Regions from separate parts of the Columba livia genome. Here region 1 is linked to region 2. Evidence: chromatin contacts called from public Hi-C data. All regions are on one chromosome and are shown on one strand. The core of a region is the stretch at or near the end of the contact, and the rest is flanking DNA. Distances in the headings are between cores, read along the strand shown.

Region 1 (3,131 bases), core at 466-2,965, 69 kb before region 2:
ATTTAAAATGGTCAGTTTCCCTGTGTCAAATGGGAAGTGTCTGCTCTTTGTGTGTGGATTCCTGCAGAAAAGCATTTTCACCATTAATCAGCTCTGTAACTTATTTCTGCCCTAGTGCCTGGGATGCAGGCTGTGAGTCTGCATGCAAATATTCCAGAGATGTGTTTCTTTGGAAAGCCCCAAGCTCAAAGCCACGGGAAGGCCTGAGCTTCTCTGGGGCTGGAGCTCTTGTTTCCTTTTGACGGAGTTGATCAAGGAGCCACAGATGTCTGTGAACAAATTAACCCGTGAACTTCAGAGCTCTGCCTCTTGCTATCTGGGAAGCCGCTGTGCTTCAGCCCCTGGTAAAGCTGGAGCAGAGCGGTGGAAGAGCCTGTGTCACTTCTTACGGTGCTGCTGGCCGTTCCTGGCACCAGTCTGGACAACCGTGTGTGCTTGACAAATTCCCATTGCCTTATCGAGTTAATTTGGCATTTTCCATTACTCTCACCACCGGTTTTCTGGCTCAGAAATTTCTTATCAGGAATTCATTAGCTCCGAAATGTAAAGAACTGACTCTTCAAGCTTAAATACCTTCTATAATTACCTTCTCTTTCTGTTATATTTTAGAGGATACCTCTAGTGTTTCCTTTTACACAGCAGGCAGTACGCCCCTAGTATTATGACATGGAGTTAAATTGTCTCTGCTTCAGGTAACTGAAAAACTATCAAAAATCTCAAGAGCTTCAGGACAAATAAAACTAGTGCTGGAGATAATGGTTTTTCTGGCTTCCTTTCTTGTCCTGTTCATTACAACCAGCAGCACTAGTGGAGTCTGCTTCAGCTGCTGTTTGTGTTTCCAGAAGGATCCGTTTTGCGGGCTCTTTGGGCTCCCTCCTGCTCGCTTAGGTCGCTCCAGAGATCATGTCAGAGCCGAGGAATCTCCTGGGAGCCTGTTTTGCTTCTGGGCTCAGCCTGGCGCTTGACACTCATGCCTGTCGGGGCTGTCATAAAGTGTGTATTAAAATGGAGATGTTTCAGGCAGAGTAGAAGGTGGGTAGACACTGTATTGTCCATATTAGAAATGTTTAAATCCAATTTATTAGCACAGCCTGACCCTCACATTCACTGACTGGCAGCTTTGAGGGTAGCAGAGGGGTAATTTTTTCACTGCCTTTGGGCCTTTAGCACTGGCAGTGAGTCAAGGTCAAGGACACAACTTTGCCAAATACATTTCCTTTTTCAAGCTAAATGCAATACAGGTTTAAAACAAACCCTTTGCAGAGGCTATGTATGCATCACTGTCTATGTAAAAGCAGTCGATTAACAACAGTTCTTGCAATCAGCACAAGGAGCACTGCTGGAAACTTCCTGGAAAAGCCTTGTACACAGCAAACCTGCGACCAGGAGCTGCATGATAAGGGATGAGGAGCAAAGAGGCCTTGGCTTCTTGGATAACAGAAGGGGAAAAAAAAAAGGCAGATGTCATGCACATCAGCAATGCATAAGTCAGTCATTTTGTGTAGTTACAGAATAGGTTTAATGCTGGCTTTAATTATCACACTCTGTCAGCCTGGAACAGCTTCGTTACTCACATTCTCACCTGCCAGAAGCAACCGGGTGGGTGTTCTGGATGCTCTGTAGCCCAGTGGTTCTGCGTTCCCACCTGCAACCTCTGGTGCTGCAGCCTGACGCTGGCAAGTCTGCTCCCAACAGCCAAAGAGCTGGCAGGAGCTTTGCTGAAGAAAAGCAACGGATGGCCAGCCTAAAACCGCAGTGTGGTGTGCTTGCTGTTCAGGACCCGTCAGCAGCGGTGCTGAGTAACTCGCTGCTGTGGTGCGCGGTGATGCCTCTGCACAGGGACGCTGGGGCCGGGCAGGACGTGTCCCGTGTGATCAGACAGCGTGTGCCTCCTGGATCACAAGGGAACTGGCTCAACGATTGTAAGGACACTTGATTAATTGTCTAACAACAGATCCTCGATGATTCAGATGAGACTATACTTACGTTGTTAGAACGGCATCGTTTGCTCCAGGGCCTGTTTGTGCCTGGTCTTCCTAACTGGAGCCAACCACAAAGGATTTCTCTGATCAAACTAGGCAGGTTGGTTTGGTGTGGGTGGGTCTGTTAGTAGCAACTCCTCCCCATCAGTGACAGTGCTGACTTGCAGTGATTGGTGATGTTTGTGTATTGTTTCTGGTACTTTAAAAAATATATATATATTTCTTTAAATGCTGATGGGGTGTTCTATTTGGATATGGGGGACCCTTCCTCTGAAGCTCACTGTGAGAAAACCCAAACCTCTAATCCGCACCTCCCAGTTCTCATGCACCACGACCAGAATGAGTACAGACGCATGTGAGAAAACGCATCTTGCTGTGGCAGTTCCTGCTGCTCGCGTGCAATGGCTTTGTCTGTGTCAGTCACAGGGACGGCCCATCTGCGCCTCACGCAGCAGCCTGTGCCATCCAGGTATCAGCAGATTTTATCGTGGCCTTAGTTCAGTGTCCTGTGATGCATTAAACTGATGCCACAGTGGTTACATGTGTCTTTCAAGTTGATTTTCTTCGTAAGCATGTTGGCTGGCATTAGCCAGGTCCTCTGCCGGCGCAGGACAAGATCATTAAAATTGTTTCAGCTTGCTGAAGCTCTGGGCTCCTATAGGAGTGTGACATTAATTTGAGTGTATTTTATCATGTGGTTCATTTAAGGCTACACTCTGGTTTCTGTGTATTTGTCTGATAAGTTTCATTTATTTGCATTAGAATGGAAGAGAACTGCATTTAAATCTAAGCTAGTATTAATAGCTCATTGCATGTGGTCACACTTTCTGTAACTGGATTACATTAATATCGCTATTCAAGCCTTGAAGCTGCAAAAAGTGTCCCATCCTAATTACACAACCTCAGCTGAGGTCCCTTGGTAATAAGTGAGCGGATAAAACTCTTCCTTACAAGTCCCTCACCAGTCAGAAAGAGGATGTTGGTATCCTGCATATTATGTCATGTTAATTTTAAAAGGCTCTTGTCAACCAAGAACCCAATGGCTTTTCTTCCCTCTGGGTTTTGTGAGGTTAATCCATGAGTCACGGAATATTTGACTACAATTCCATGAGTCATGGGAAGCTCCAGAGCCCTCATAGCTCAGGATGA
Region 2 (2,930 bases), core at 372-2,871:
TCCCTGGGCTCGCAGGTTGGGAAGCACGGAGGGGAGAACAGCTGCAGCAATGCCGGACGCTGCCCAGGCGCGTCCTGCGGCCCGTGCCAGCCCGGCCTGCTCTCGGCGGTGCCTCCCAGGGGACACTGGCCCGTGCTGGTCACCACTGCCTCCCGGAGAGTCTGCAGAACTCCAGCTGCTGGGTGAGGCACACCGTGCTCGAGTAACCTTCCTGTAATGCCAGTCTGCACCTTTCAACTGTCTCCCCAGCTCCCTCAGGTGCTTACGGAGGGACCCTGCACTCTGGTGCCCGGGCTGGGGGCTCTGCCAGCCCATCCCCAGTGATTTTTACTGTCGGATCCCCTCCCAGTGGAACAACCCCCCCACAGACCACGAGGACCAGGATGTTTTCAGGTAAAGGGCTGATACCTGCCTGTTCCAGTGGGAGTGCCCGGGGGCAGAGCGATGTGTTGGATTCCTGGTGGTGGCTCAGAGCACAGCCCACAGCTCAGCTGCTCCAAGTGCCTTTGAGATCCTCACGCTGGCTCCTGCCAACCCCCGTTATTGCTGAAAACTGTCGCACTGGCACAAGGACTCATGCCATATACTGGTTTTCCAGTGCTGGAAGAGTGAGGCAAACTTCATTTACTTCATTTCTCTCTGCTTCAGAAATAACGCTGCAGCTGTTCATAAACCCACTGTTGCTTATAGGTCAACAAACGTAAAGATTGTGTTGTGTTCTGATGGTTTTCCCTGTGGGTTTTGGATGAGCTATAAAACGTGAGCGTGACCATCCGTGCCCAAGAATTTCAGTGCACAGGTGCCGTTAGGAAAGGGCCAGGATGGCTCTGTATGCAAAATTATTAGTGGTGTCACTTGTGCTCTGAGCTGCTGAAGTGGGAAACGGGGAAACGCGCTCCTGCTCGGCAGACCCGTCTCTTAAGCCGCCAGCGCCCTGGTCTGGTCAGCGCGCAGCTGAGGCTGTGGTGGTTGGCCCCTCTGGGATCGTGTGTCTGGGAGCTGGAGTCTGTGTTCAGTTTAAAAAAATATTTGGACACTTTTATTTGCATTTTTGGCTTGTTTGGGTTCTTGCCTTGGCTGTTCCTCATCTGAATGTGGTCCACTGGTGGTGTTCATTACTGCAGGGAGGGGTTGGATGTAACCATGAATAAGCTGCTTGACTGGGATGGGGGGACTCATGGGCTGGGTTCCTGGGCATGGCTTGAGTTTCCATCATAAATCTGCTCACATCCTTGATCGTCTGGAAAGTTGGGACCATAATCCTTTCTTTGTCTTTTCTATTTAGAGGGTAAAGCTCTGTAGGGCCAGAACTTGTATGAAGTGTCTGACAGGCCTGTAGCACAATGGGGTTGCTGTCCTGGCTGCAGCCCATGGCTGAAATGTTATGAATAGAGGATGCAGACTTCCTGTGTTGCTTCTGTGGGGATAATAGCGGTTTGGAAGCAGATCCCAGCACTGGTTTTCAGTGCGTCGATATCTGGATCCTTAAGGGTCTGCCGAACAGTCCAGATCTCGGGTGGGACACCTGGAAGAGAAGGCAGCTGAATAGTGAACCCACATCACGGATGCGGGGTTGGGCGAGCGCGGTCAAAGCCGTGCTGCTCCACAAGCTCTGTTTATTGGGTCTGTGCAGTGACTCCTGATGTTCTAGTTGATGCACACAGTTGATGGTGAAAAGGGGAGCTTTGCAAGCTAAAACTGCACCCCAAGTGCCTGGACAAGCCATGAGTGAGATCACTTGGCAGATAAAAAGGCAGAGCCATTTCATGAGTCATCATAACAACCTCTGCAAACAGCCCCTTGGAATGACGGGGTATCCAGAATGTGGTATTGTTGGTCCTTTCCTCTCTCTGAAAGATGTGGGATGAATACCCTGAGACAGAAACTGCTTTTGAAGGGCTCATTTTATAAGCAGTGTGCTCTTAGGGTGGGTTCAGTGGTTGAGAAAGGGAAAAGATGACGGCGAGGGGGTTTGTGTGGTGGACACTGTACTTCAGGGTCCCCTGGATCATGAGATTACAGTCTTGACTCAGCTGAAATCACTCCCGCCCAGCCCCCTGCTTGTAAAGAGGGGAAGCAGAAGCACAGAGCGTGTAATGGAAAGCCCTCCTGGTTTGCATTTAAGTGCTTGAGGTTTTAAAGCCCTGATAAAAGCCTCTCTTATCAGAGGTGTTCATCCAGTGATAGCGTGAAATCCGGGGAAGCAGCGCTCTGATCTGTGATGGGGACGGCGGCTGTGGTGGTGTGCGATAGAAGTCAGCCCAAGATATTAGGGCAGGATTCAGAAAGGGTTTGACGAAAAAAAGAGAAAAAGAAAAAAAGATGCTTCTGAATTCTCTGTAAACGACAAACACTCTGGAAGGTGTGTTAAATCTGCTCGAGCTTGTAGGCTGGTCTACCTGAGCCACCAAGGAGCTCACGTTGGGGAGCGCTTATTCTGCACATGAGTCCTTGCGTCTTTCTCCCAAGTATATGTTACTGCTCCTGTCAGATCCAGGATCCTACAGGATTGTCCCCTCTGCGGGGCGAGGAACACCTAGCCTAATATTAACATCTTCAGTAATTCCTTTGCCTGTTTTTCTTCTCAGTGGGGTCTTCCAGCTCTCTCAGTTCTGGAGGCTCATTCACCGGCAGGCACTTGGCAGTGGGAACTGGTGGGGATGCCGTGGAAGGTCCCTCGAGTCTCCGGTACGCGTTTGCTGATCCCATCACCGCCAACCTGGAAGGTGCTGTTACGTTTGAGGCACCAGAGCTGCCCGAGGAGACGCTCATGGAGGTGGGTACATCCCAGGGGCTTGTCGGGGGCAGTAAAAGTGAACCAAATCCAGAGGTGAGACGGCTCCACGTTTGCAGCCGAGGAGGGGGGTTGCTTCCAAAGGCGGTGGAAGCTGGCTTGGAGAAAGCCAGGCCAGCACAGCACCCAGAAAGCC

The links. Hi-C and Micro-C count contacts between places; a contact is called where the count stands out from the background.
Region 1: a contact with region 2 is called in a Hi-C map of crop, with 2.1 times the contacts expected there. The contact joins two enhancer-like sites. A contact is called at or near these places in 2 of 2 Hi-C or Micro-C datasets (crop and liver).

Annotation. Positions count from the first base shown.
Region 1 is chr17:1,451,000-1,454,130 of bColLiv1.pat.W.v2, reverse strand. No RefSeq gene overlaps it. Among named protein-coding and RNA genes, the nearest start is that of ULK1, 9.2 kb to the right of the region's middle. Within about 2 kb of position 1,715, at least 1 of the 3 cell types and tissues checked has an H3K27ac peak away from gene starts, as active enhancers do.
Region 2 is chr17:1,382,217-1,385,146 of bColLiv1.pat.W.v2, reverse strand. It overlaps ULK1 (unc-51 like autophagy activating kinase 1), which reads left to right. Exons shown (of 28, transcript XM_065033346.1): 23 at 2,589-2,776. Among named protein-coding and RNA genes, the nearest start is that of PUS1, 11 kb to the right of the region's middle. Within about 2 kb of position 1,621, at least 1 of the 3 cell types and tissues checked has an H3K27ac peak away from gene starts, as active enhancers do.